2 separate regions of the Mus musculus genome follow, and region 1 is linked to region 2. Evidence: chromatin contacts called from public promoter capture Hi-C data. All regions are on one chromosome and are shown on one strand. Each heading gives the region's core, a stretch centred on a gene start, on an enhancer-like site or on the middle of the called end of the contact. The rest is flanking DNA. Distances are from core to core; before and after follow the strand shown. Region 1 holds the start of Aldoc (aldolase C, fructose-bisphosphate). Region 2 holds the start of Myo18a (myosin XVIIIA).

Region 1 (6,319 bases), core at 1,851-4,350, 550 kb after region 2:
GTTTTTGCTTTAGTGCCAGAACCAGCTCCTGTGCCATTGCTTGGAAGTGTTAAGAGTGCTTTCACCCGAGTAGCCTCAATGGCTTCCTTTCAGCCTACAGGTTAGGATGGGCTCCAGGGACCATCCCTCATTTCTCAAAGGTCAGGTAGTGATGTGCAAAGACAAAAGCAGTCAGAAGTGCTTTGCTCTAAAAACCTCAATTCTACTTGGGCTCATTTTATTTCTGTCTCTTGGGATCTGTAATGTTCCGGATAGTTAAACCATGTGGGTGGGAAACATAAAGTTGTGGGAGCAGTGGTTGTGTACCCTGTCCTTGTTGGCAGAAGGGCTATGTCTCCATCTAGAACTTTGTCTTTCAGAGACCCCAGACTTGGAGAAGAGCCTGGCAGAAATGAGTACTGTGTTACAAGAGCTTAAGAGCCTGTGTTCCCTGCTGCAAGAGTCTAAAGAGGAGGCCACTGGGGTCCTGCAGAGGGAAATGTAAGCGGTGTCAGTGTTAATGATGGGGAGTGATGAGAGCAGCCCTCATGCCAAGGGCAGAGCATGAGAATGATGCCAGATTCTCCTGCCCCCCCTCACCCCCCCCAGCTGTGAACTACACTCGAGACTACAGGCCCAAGAAGAAGAGCATCAGGAAGCCCTGAAGGCAAAGGAAGCAGACATGGAGAAGCTGAACCAGGCCTTGTGCTTGCTCCGCAAGGTGAAGGAGGGACCTTAAAGTGGGGCAATGAGGAACTGGGGCAGCTCCGCTGGCCCATTGGGACCCCCTTTCTAGGAATCTAGGTAGTGGGGGGGTTCCAACTACTGCTCTAGTTTTGCCCTTTTGGGGTCAGACACTTCCTATCTGAGAACTAGTACTGGGTTGACCTGTCTTCTCCAAGCAGACCCAGGAGAAAAGCCCAGAACTGAAGCAGAGTTCTGAAACCAAGACGTGCCATGCTTGACTTGGTCCTGAATAAGTGGACGGATATGAACGAGTCCCCGGGGCTGAGCATGGCTCGGGCATTCAGTCCTGTCTTCTGGCTGAAAAGAAGTGAGCCTTTCCTCAGTGCTTCTGTCCTTCTTCACAGAATGAGAAGGAGCTCCTGGAAGTGATACAGAAGCAGAACGAGAAGATCCTGGGGCAAATAGACAAGAGCGGCCAGCTCATAGTACGTTTCTCCTGATGCTATGGCCAGGTCTCTGCTTTTCCCACCTGATGGAGGAAGGAGAGAAAGAACCTCTGAGTACTGTTGGGTTATCTCCGTTACCCCTGAGTGCTGTTGGGTTACCTCTGCTCTTGTTCCCAGAACCTCAGAGAGGAGGTGACCCAGCTCACACAGTCACTTCGGCGTGCAGAGACAGAGACTAAAGTGCTCCAGGAAGCCCTGGAAGGCCAGCTAGATCCCAGCTGCCAGCTGATGGCTACTAACTGGATCCAGGAAAAAGTGTTTCTCTCACAGGAGGTAACACAGAGTTAACAAAGGAGCTGTACAAATAATGGGGACCCCACGCTATGCCCCTATTAACGTGGACATATTTATAGGTGAGCAAGCTGAGGGTTATGTTCCTGGAGATGAAAACTGAGAAGGAACAGCTGATGGACAAGTATCTGAGCCATGTAAGCAGTTCTGTTTCCTTCCACCACAGAAGCACCCTGCCATATATATTTCCTCTGTTCTCTCTAGCTGTGTTCTTTACGTGTAGGGTTCATGAAGCCTGTTTGCATTGTAGAGGCACATCCTGGAGGAGAATCTTCGGCGCTCTGACACAGAGTTAAAGAAACTCGATGACACAATTCAGCATGTCTATGAGGTAAAAGTGAAGGAGGTAGTGGGACCTGGCTGCCGGAGGGGCTGAGGAGCATGGCTCCGGTTCTCAGCCTGACTACTTTTTTTTTTTTTTAAAGATTTATTTATTTATTATATGAAAGTACACTGTAGCTGTCCTCTGAGGGAGTCAGATCTCATTACAGATGGTTGTGAGCCACCATGTGGCTGCTGGGACTTGAACTCAGGATCTTCGGAAGAACAGGCAGTGCTCCTAACCGCTGAGCCATCTCTCCAGCCCTCAGCCTGACTTCTTACAGTGGCTTCATTTTCACTTTTCCAGCATCACAGGCCAGGAGCTTTGGCTTCAGGCTTGTGATTCAGAACTGTTTTCTGTCTCTTCCCAGACTCTGTTGTCTATCCCAGAGACTATGAAGAGTTGCAAGGAGTTACAAGGATTGCTAGAATTTCTGAGCTAAGAAACTGAAAATATTGGAATGCAGTGGTGTGCACCTGTAGTTCCAGCTGCTCCAGACGCCAAAGTTGGAGTGCTGCCAAATCCCAGGAATTTGGGAACCTAACACAGACAACACAGCAAAAACCCTGAAAAATGAATTCCACTCCACTCCAGTTTCCTTCAGGGCTCTTTATCCCAACCCTTATCCCAATAATAAGACCAATTGGCATAGAGCCGACCATGTTTTATGTTATTTAAATAAAGTGTATTTAATGTAGTCCTTCCAGTCCACTGAATCTTATTTTGGGGGTAGGAGTGGGCAGATCAGCACTTCAGCCTAGGCACCCTTCACCACTTCCTGCTGCAGCTAAAGCCAAGGCTGACTGCTTTTCTTTGCTTGATTCTCTTCTTCTACCAACAAAAAAAGGGGGTGGGGGGGAGGGCAATGGACTGCCTGTTCCCTGGACCACTGCCTGGGGGGAACAGAAAAGACTCCATTCACTTACTTTCCCCATCCCCCTTGGGGGTAGGCACTGGTAAATATGGGGCAGAGCACAGAAACTCAATTCCATTATTCCATGTCTTGAAGTGGGGCACTGTTAGGTGGGCCTCTGCCCTACCTGCTGATGTTTAGAGATCTCTCCTCTAAACCAGGCTTAATCCCCAACATTCCACATAATGCCTTACACAGCAAAGGACTGATTGTGGTAGAGACAAACACAAGTCCATCTCTTCCCTCTAGGGCCCTGTTGGCAGGGTTCCATGATGTGGGAAGGGCATCGTCTCTAACAACCTTCCGGACCCTGGCAGAGGAATCACTCCACCTCACTACTCCACCTCTGAGGGCGTGGCCTTACCCTAGACCAGTCCTGGGGAGAGGGCGGGACCAGGACGGGAGGTATCTGTCACGCCCCCAGGGAGTCACGTAGCTCTGCGGCAAGTGCTGCCACCTTATTTACTCCAGCTTGGACCGAGCTAATCAGAGGAAAAGTGAGCTGTGCTGTGGCTCCCGCGGCTGACTGGCTGAGTGACTGGCTGAGTATAGGTAAGGTCTCCAAGCGAGCCTGAGATGCTCGCGTCCGGTTTGTCTTCCCATGCTGTCCTTGCCCTCTCCCTGGGACCCAAGTTCCTCTGCTTTCTGTGGTTTTGAAACCCCATGCATGGCTCAGGAAAACCGTGCTTCTCTTCTTCCTTCTAGTTCTCCTTTCCAGTTCCAAGTCATATGCCTCCAGGACTTTTTCATTGGGGTCAGTGCATTCCACCCAGGACATTTTAATCTCAGTCCATTTCTGGTTCTTCTAGGCTTGTCCTCTACTCTAGGGTATAGGCCCAGGAAGAGCATCAGGACCGGTTAGCTTGTATCACCATTACCCGTCTCACCTCTTCCAGGTCTCCTTCCTGCTTTTCCTGCATCTCTCCCTCTTTCCCATAATCCACTCACTCAGCCTTAATTCCTCGCCTCTGGGGTCTCTACTAGGAGGCTGAGTTGTGGGGAGCCAAGCCTCCCTATTTCCTGTGCCTCTTGCATATGAGGGAATGCCGGGTACTAGGGATGATCTGGTGATGTCTCTTTCCTGTCCTCTCATGTATGCTGATATTGCCTCTCTCCTACCATACTTGCAGCCCTGGGAGTCAATCTCCACCATAGGTAGGGGAGTAGGCAGTAGCAAAGGCAGTCAGGTTTTCAGTACCTGTACCACTGCTACTCCCTGCCCCCTGCCTTCCACTAGACTTGGGGAAGGATGCTGTAGGTTAAACGTCTCATTCACAAACCTTTGAGAAAAGTGATCCCCCCCCCCCCCCGCCTTAGGGACCCTTTTGAAGAAAAGAAAGGGGAAGCAGGAAAGCAAAAATCAGAAACAACAGGTTTTCTGTTTACCTCAGGAAGGGGCCAGATTCAGTGAAAGAAGAGCTGGCATTCTCAACCTGGCAGCAGTTTCCAGGAAGACCTGTGGCTTCAGGGCTGTCGCCTCCCATCCCCCACGCTGCATCTCTTCTGGAGCTGGGAAGGGTGCCCACCAGGAACAAAAGGAGATGTGGGAACTGGGGCCCTAACTCTGTTAGCTGTCAAAGAGATTGATACCACTTTGATGCCCAGGCTCCAGGCCAAAGGCTGCTCTCCTGCTCCCAGCCCCGTGCTGGGAAGCCTGTTTGGTTAGGAGAGGAAGTAGAAGGTCCTCGGAGTCTAGAGCTTATGTCTTCTCCATTCTAGACAACTGTCATCATGCCCCACTCATACCCAGCTCTTTCTGCTGAGCAGAAGAAGGAGTTGTCGGATATTGCTCTACGGATCGTGACCCCCGGCAAGGGCATTCTGGCTGCAGATGAGTCCGTAGGTAAGTGGGAGCCTGTGGTCAGGGTTGAGGAGAGGTTGCCAAGGAATTCTAGCCAAAGAACCAGCCTGTCTCCCCTTTGCTTGCTTCTAGGCAGCATGGCCAAAAGGCTGAGCCAAATTGGGGTGGAGAACACTGAGGAGAATCGCCGGCTGTACCGCCAGGTCCTATTCAGTGCTGATGACCGTGTGAAAAAGTGCATTGGGGGGGTCATCTTCTTCCATGAGACACTCTACCAGAAAGATGACAATGGTGTCCCCTTCGTCCGCACCATCCAGGATAAGGGCATTCTCGTAGGCATCAAGGTACACAGTCCCTGGTGGTGCCTGGGGGCTAGGTGTGGAAACCAGTGTATATAAGAGGGTGACAAGCCAGACCTCTATCTGTTTCCCTTGCAGGTTGACAAGGGTGTAGTGCCTCTAGCTGGGACCGACGGGGAAACCACCACTCAAGGTACCTGTTGGGTGGGTACAGGGGTGGGACATGTTGATGCTGGCAAGATGGAGGCAGGGTGGTAAGGCTGGCACTGTGTTTTCAGGGCTGGATGGGCTCTTGGAACGCTGTGCTCAGTATAAGAAGGACGGTGCTGATTTTGCCAAATGGCGCTGTGTACTAAAAATCAGTGATCGCACGCCGTCGGCACTGGCCATATTGGAGAATGCCAACGTGCTGGCCCGCTATGCCAGCATCTGCCAGCAGGTGTGTGCTGGGGGGTTGGGTGGTTGGATGAGGGCCCCGGGGCCGGTGGAGATGTGCTTTCATGGCTTTCTCCCATCCTATCTTCTACTTCTTCCAGTTAACCCTGCTCTTGCTTTCAGAATGGGATCGTGCCTATTGTGGAGCCTGAGATTCTGCCTGACGGAGACCATGACCTCAAACGTTGCCAGTATGTTACAGAGAAGGTAAGACCAAACATAGCCGGGAGGGACAGCCTAGCAGGGGTGCCTGTACCCCATCCCTGCTAAGATCCAGGCACACTTTCCCTTAAGGATCTTTACTGATACCCAAACGGGCTTCATAGACTAAGTCTATGCTGAGCCCTTGGTTTCCTGTACCCACCTACCCCTGGGTGAGGAGCACAGTGCGCTAGGCAGTGGTCCCAGCCCTGTACAAACCTCCTCTGCTCCCCAGGTCCTGGCTGCTGTATACAAGGCCCTGAGTGACCATCATGTATACCTCGAAGGGACTCTGCTCAAGCCCAATATGGTGACCCCTGGCCATGCCTGTCCCATCAAGTATAGCCCAGAAGAGATCGCCATGGCAACTGTCACTGCCCTGCGTCGTACTGTGCCCCCAGCTGTCCCAGGTACTAAACTGCTCCTATCCCTTCAGGTCTGACTTGAGGGTTTTCCATGACACCGGGGTCCTTTACCCTGGGCAAGACAGAGAATGATCAGTCAGTCTGTCTTCTCCTTCTACTCCAGGGGTGACTTTCCTGTCTGGGGGTCAGAGTGAAGAGGAGGCTTCTCTCAACCTCAATGCCATCAACCGCTGCCCACTTCCCCGGCCCTGGGCCCTCACCTTCTCCTATGGGCGTGCCCTGCAGGCATCTGCACTCAATGCCTGGAGAGGACAAAGGGATAATGCTGGGGCTGCTACTGAGGAGTTTATCAAGCGGGCAGAGGTAGGGAGCTAGAGGTGATGACTTGGGGAGGGATTCTGTGGACCACAGAGGTCCCAAACCGGGCAGCGTGCATTCCACATCCGTGGTCTGGCTCAGTCTGCTCATTGAATCCCATTCCGTTTTGCAGATGAACGGGCTTGCAGCCCAGGGCAGATAT
Region 2 (6,397 bases), core at 1,455-3,954:
GGTTTCTTTCTCTATGAAGTTCTGGCAGTTCTGGAGCTCACTGTGTGGACCAGGATAGCCCCGAACTCACAGAGATCTTTGTGCCTCCCGAGTGCCAGGATTAAAGGTATGAACCGTCATACTCAGCCTTGCTCTGGATTTTGGAAATGTAATATGGATGAGTTAGGAACGGTTGTGCATACCTGTAATCTCAGCCGCTCTCAGGAGGCAGAGGCAGAAAGGTTCTCCATGAGTTTGAGGCCAACCTGGTCTCTGTCCTGAGTTTCAGGTCTAGCCAGAACTGCATGAGACTATCTCTCAGAACAAAAAAGCAAAATAAATAAAATACACATGCGTGTGCGCACATGCACACGTGTCTATATATCAAAACAAAACAAAATACAGAAAATTAAATATAAAATAATTTATGTTTATAAATATTTTATGTAGATTACATGTTGAGATAACAGTTTGGATACATTGTAGTAAATGGAACCTTTTTTTTTAAAGATTTATTTATTTATTATATATAAGTACACTGTAGCTGTCCTCAGATACTCCAGAAGAGGGCATCAGATTTCGTTACGGATGGTTGTGAGCCACCATTTGGTTGCTGGGATTTGAACTCGGGACCTTCGGAAGAGCAATCGGCGCTCTTAACCACTGAGCCATCTCGCCAGCCCGTAAATGGAACTTAAGTTTATCTAGTTTGTTTTTTAAACAAAGTTTCTAGTTACTGGCCAAATTTGCCTTAAATTTAAGATCCTGTCTCAGCCTTCCAAGTACTTAGAATTGTAGGTATGTGTCACCCTGCCCAAATTCACCAATTTCTTTCTTTCTTTCTTTCTTTCTTTCTTTCTTTCTTTCTTTCTGTCTGTCTGTCTGTCTGTCTGTCTGTCTGTCTGTCTGTCTTTTTGAGACAGGGTTTCTCTGTGTAGCCCTGGCTGTCCTGGAACTCACTCTGTAGACCAGGCTGGCCTCAAACTCAGAAATCCGCCTGCCTCTGCCTCCCAAGTGCTGGGATCAAAGGCGTGCGCCACCACTGCCTGGCAATTTCTTTCTTTTTAATTGTTATTTATTTATTTATTTTATGTGTGTGGGCATTTTGCTTACATGTATGTGTTTGGGCCACAAATGTGCCTGGTGCCCATGAGGCCAGAAGTGGACATTGGGTCTCCTGGAAGTGGAGTTCCAGATGTCTGTGGGTTGCCATGTGTGATTATACAGAATCAAACTTGTGAGCAATTAGCTTGGGAGTTCCTGGTCTCACTGCCTGCCTGGGCGTTGAACCTTGGCTGGTGGGAGCTTGTCCCTCAGTGGAAAGGGGATAGTGGAGGGCCTTGCCTTGCTTTGGGGGTTGGGGAGAGAGGAAATGCCTAGCCAGGGCCTGGCAATAGGCCATTGCTGGAGGGAATAAGCTCAGAGACCCTCTGTCTGGAATTCAGAGGGGAGGCATTCATGGAGAGAGAGAAATTACACTTAATTTCTAATTAGACGGTGTGGCCTACTTTTATTTTGTGTTCCCTGCTGGTTAGAACAAGAAAGGCCCTCTGGGGCTTCCCCCCTCCCCCTCCCAACCAGGTTTTTCTTACTCCTGCCCCTAATCGGGTATGCATGAGAATGGGGGTAGGTTAGGGCCCTAGGTGCTCTCACATCCTGGATCCGGCCTTCTCTCTCAGGCGGCCACAACTTTCTTCCCTAGGCTATATTTAGGCATTGGTCTGGGGAAAAGGATGTGAGTTTTTCAGGATCCTGTTTATCTAGCCGACCCCACGCCACCCCCACCTCGCAACTGTCTGTCCTGTGTGCAGTCTGGACTTCCTCTTCCTTCCCTTCCCGATTTACTTTGGGCACCCAGGGCATCAGATGGGACACAGCAGCACAGCCACTCATTTGATGACTAGCCCCTAACACATCCTTAATTTCCCAAGAGCCATTTTTCTCACCTGTGAGGACTGAATAGGAAGGGGTATGTGTGAAGCTCCCGATAAGACACATCGTAAAGCCGGGCAGTGGTGGTGCATCTCTTTAATCTCAGAACTTGGGAGGCAGAGGCAGGTGGATTTCTGAGTTCGAGGCCAGCCTGGTCTACAGAGTGAGTTCCAGGACAGCCAGGGCTACACAGAGAAACCCTGTCTGGAAAAACAAACAAACAAACAAACAAACAAACAAACAAACACACGTCATATAAATGCTAATCCCAGGTGCTAGAAAGATGGCTCTGTGGTTAAGAGCACCTGTTACTCTTCCAGAGCAGGATTCAGCTCCCAGCGTCCACATGGATGTCCATGTGATGCACATACAGACAGGCAAAACTCTCATACAAATGAATATTGTTTTAAAAAGTTGGACCCTCCAAGGTCTTTGAGGCAGGGGCTAAGGCTGCGGCTCTGGGGATACCATGGGGGGGCAGTCACGTGGGATGCCCATCGCTTCAGTGGACTGCCTGTGGGGAGGTGATGCTGCAGAGCCCCTTCCGTTTCCTTTTGTGTTCCATTTCCGTTTATGTTCCAGGTTGCAATTTGTGTTTTCTGTAAGTCAAGTCTCTCCAGGCACACCTATGCTTTGGTCTAAAGGGTGAAGTGAAATTAGAAAAAATTATGTAAATCAGGTTGCCTGGTACATCAGTAGCACTCCACAAGGGGTGACTGGTTTATCAGTATCCGCTGCCTCTGTCTGAACTGGAAAAAAACCCTGAATTTCTTTTCTCTGTTTCTACTTGCAGCTACAAGGTGGGGTCCAAAGACCCTGTGTTAAGCACTCATAGTCAGCTGGGGATACAACCCCTAAAAACAGCACACCCACCATGTTTAACCTCATGAAGAAAGATAAGGACAAAGATGGCGGGCGGAAGGAGAAGAAGGAAAAAAAGGAGAAGAAGGAGAGGATGTCTGCGGCAGAACTGCGGAGCCTGGAAGAGATGAGCATGCGCCGTGGCTTTTTCAACTTGAACCGGTCCTCCAAGCGGGAATCTAAGACGCGCCTGGAAATCTCCAACCCCATCCCTATCAAGGTGGCCAGTGGCTCTGACCTGCACCTGACGGACATTGACTCTGACAGCAATCGGGGTAGCATCATCCTGGACTCAGGACACCTAAGCACAGCCAGCTCCAGTGATGACCTCAAGGGTGAAGAAGGCAGCTTCCGGGGCTCTGTGCTGCAGCGGGCAGCCAAGTTCGGTTCACTGGCCAAGCAGAACTCTCAGATGATTGTCAAACGTTTTTCCTTCTCTCAACGGAGCCGGGATGAGAGTGCCTCGGAGACCTCAACCCCCTCAGAGCACTCTGCAGCCCCATCACCTCAGGTAGAGGTGCGGACGCTTGAGGGACAGCTAATGCAGCATCCTGGGCTAGGCATTCCTCGACCAGGACCACGGTCTCGAGTCCCTGAGCTGGTGACTAAAAGATTCCCAGCTGATCTACGTCTTCCCGCTCTGGTGCCACCACCACCTCCTGCTCTCCGGGAGCTGGAGTTACAACGAAGACCCACAGGAGACTTTGGCTTCTCACTGCGGCGCACAACCATGCTGGATCGGGCCCCTGAGGGTCAGGCTTATCGACGGGTGGTTCACTTTGCTGAGCCAGGGGCAGGCACCAAGGACCTGGCCTTGGGGCTGGTACCAGGAGATCGACTGGTGGAGATTAATGGACAGAATGTGGAGAATAAATCCAGGGATGAAATTGTGGAGATGATCCGGCAGTCTGGGGACAGTGTGCGGCTCAAGGTACAGCCCATCCCAGAGCTTAGCGAGCTGAGCCGGAGCTGGCTTCGGACTGGCGAGGGACACCGCAGGGAGCCGGCTGATGTGAGTGCTTCCCTGGGTATCAGGGGTGAGCAAAGAGTTTGTGTATGTGAGCATCTCTCGGTAGTGTACTTAAATGGGTGCTTGAGGGTACCCAGGAACTGTGAGCAGATCTTAGCGAGTGTGGAAATGGGGAGCTGGGCCAATAGGGAGAAGCCAGTCCAGGAGAGGGTGCCCCTCTGGAAACTCATTAAACACCTTTGCTTCTTCTGTGCCTTGTCAAGAAGCTGAAGGAAACCCCCCAAAAGTTCACTGGGAGAAAGTCCTTAGCAATTCAGCTGGACATCCGGGTCTGAGGTTCCCTTCAATGCCCTTTTGGATTGAAGTGATTGAAGTAAACCTTGTGAGTTTTCAAGGGCATTGGGTTAAGATCAGCTTTGGCCTGGTACTATCGGGGGCAGGGTGTGTGTGTGTGTGTGTGTGTGTGTGTGTGTGTGAGAGAGAGAGAGAGAGAGAGAGAGAGATGCCAGTGGGTAGTTGGTGAGAAAGTGTTCAAGTTTCATCATAGCTTATAGCTTAGAGGCTTGGGTACTATATTTGTTGAGCCCTCAATTGGAGATGTAGGTTAACAGGTGCCACTTTGAGATCTGAGAAGCTGTGAGTATAGGAAGCCCATGTTGTTTAGATTTCAGGGGTGAAAACAATATGGCAAATGACCTAAAATCATGGCTATCTGGGATGTCTAGCTGCCATGGTTATAGTTCTAGGTGAGATGTCCTCTCACCCCGAGTGAGCAAGATACTAGGAGTCAGGGCATAAAGAACTTATAAACAATGGTTGTGGTTTAGGTTTATCTACACTACAAAGACAGTCTGCAGTCTGACTGTCTGTGAGATCCACTAGTTGTGATCGCCATGAACTCCAGTGGGAGGCAGGAGAGCACTCAAATCAAATGCATGGTTAGGTCTCCGTGGAACACCAAGTCTTATAACCTTGGTAATCTTTTGGTGCAGGGAGAGTAAAAGAATTTTGAATGTCCTGTGTGGACATGGTGTATGACAGACTAGGTGGCCTTCAGTCATTGTTCTTGTCCAGCTGTGTGTTTTAGCATTGTCCAGATCTATGTCCTGCAGCCTGAGCAATGAGTGACTTGCCTGGGACCTTTCAGCACTAAGTGATTAGCCAGATGTGATAAAGTTGGAAAGGGGAGGAAGTGGGGAGGAAGCAGGCAGAGCCCAGCTCCCAGTGAGGGGGAGTAGGATGCTTGGGGTGATGAGGATGCTCAGGGTGATGACCCAGTCTCGAAGTCTACTGGGTCCAGAGGAGGCTAAGAGAGGCAGGTCAGACCTAGGCAGACACACTGGACTTGTGTTCCAGGCCTTCCTGTAGTGGAACTGGTTGGGTTTAGGCAGCTTTGCAGAGGGAGGTTAGTGGGTAGGATAATGCTTCTATAGAATCCAGAGAGGGACCTGGACTTATTCATTTTAGAGGTATACACTGAGGGCCAGAGAGATGGCTCATCAGGTAATGGGGAATTCACTTACCATGCAAGCTTATCAGTCTTAAGTTTGGTATCTGGATCCCAGAGAATGAGAGAACCAACTTCTAAAAATTGTCCTCTGACCTCTGTGTGCTTACACACACACACACACACACACACACACACACACACACACACACTAATATTAATAAATAAGAAGAACAAGAGGAGGCTAGAGAGATGGTTTAGCAGTTAAAAGCACTTGTTGCTCTTGATGAACACCCAGGTTTGGTTCCCTGAACCTGTATGGTGGCTTCCAACCAAACATAACTTTAGATCCAGGGGATATGAAGCCTTTTTCTGACTTTCTGGGGTACCAGGAATTCTAAGTCGCATATATGTACGTGCAGGCAAAATGTTCATACACATAAAAATAAGATAAATAAATCTTTTTTAAAAAAAGCAGAAAAAGGCTGTGTGTGGTGGTATATATATGTAATCCCAGCACTCAGGAGACAAGCAGGTGGGTTTCTATGAGTTTGAGGCCAGCTGGGTCTACACAATGAGTTTTAAGACAGGTAGGACTATGTAGAGAGACCCTGTCTCCAAATTAACAAATAAGCAAGCAAACAAAAACAAACAAACAAAAAAAGAAAAAAAAAAAAAAAGAGGAGAGAGACAGACACATTGAACATCTCCTCTCTGTTAGCTGCCTAGCTAGGCTGAACTCAAGGAACCATATTTAAAGGAAGATGTGCAAGGGAAATACTTTTATCTCAGAACCTAGGTCATGGTATTCTACTACACTTGTCTCTTTTTCCCTCTGCTGATACTGCCTTTAACAGGTGGAATTTTCTTCTCAAACACAACCCCCCCTGGGGCATTGTTGCCAGCTCCCTGCCGAGCCACAGCCATGCCTCTGGGGCCCCAGAGCCTGGCATCCCAGATGCTACTGTGTTTACTGTTTATAGCTCAGGGACTGTCCTGGCATCTCACATTTCCCGGGCCCTTTACCTTCCCAGCTGCTGCTGCCGCCCCCTCCCCAGGGAAGAGGATGCTTTAGCTTGGAGATGCGGTAGCATCCACCTTGCAGCTGGTGTCCCTAAAGTCCTGGCTTGTTCTACCTCCCCACTCATTGGACCAGCCCAGTTGATGCCCAGAGGACTTCTTCCCCAGACTTAAGCCTAACAGATCTG

What was found. Capture Hi-C pulls out chosen DNA fragments and counts their contacts.
Region 1: a contact with region 2 is called in a promoter capture Hi-C map of adipose tissue. The contact joins the promoter of Aldoc here to the promoter of Myo18a in region 2. A contact is called at or near these places in 2 of 39 promoter capture datasets (frontonasal cranial neural crest and liver), 1 of 115 datasets of contacts at active chromatin or transcription factors (pancreatic cancer cells) and 1 of 9 other capture datasets (adipose tissue).

Annotation. Positions count from the first base shown.
Region 1 is chr11:78,319,973-78,326,291 of GRCm38.p6, forward strand. It overlaps Aldoc (aldolase C, fructose-bisphosphate), which reads left to right and starts at 3,101. Exons shown (of 9, transcript NM_001303423.1): 1 at 3,101-3,250; 2 at 4,418-4,541; 3 at 4,632-4,843; 4 at 4,937-4,991; 5 at 5,077-5,237; 6 at 5,357-5,440; 7 at 5,670-5,844; 8 at 5,963-6,162; 9 at 6,290-6,319. The coding sequence starts at 4,430. Spag5 (sperm associated antigen 5) reads left to right here. Exons shown (of 24, transcript NM_017407.3): 17 at 14-100; 18 at 360-480; 19 at 589-700; 20 at 1,071-1,151; 21 at 1,290-1,445; 22 at 1,526-1,600; 23 at 1,714-1,794; 24 at 2,156-2,485. The coding sequence ends at 2,227.
Region 2 is chr11:77,774,531-77,780,927 of GRCm38.p6, forward strand. Myo18a (myosin XVIIIA) reads left to right here and starts at 2,705. Exons shown (of 41, transcript NM_001291213.1): 1 at 2,705-3,784. The coding sequence starts at 2,786.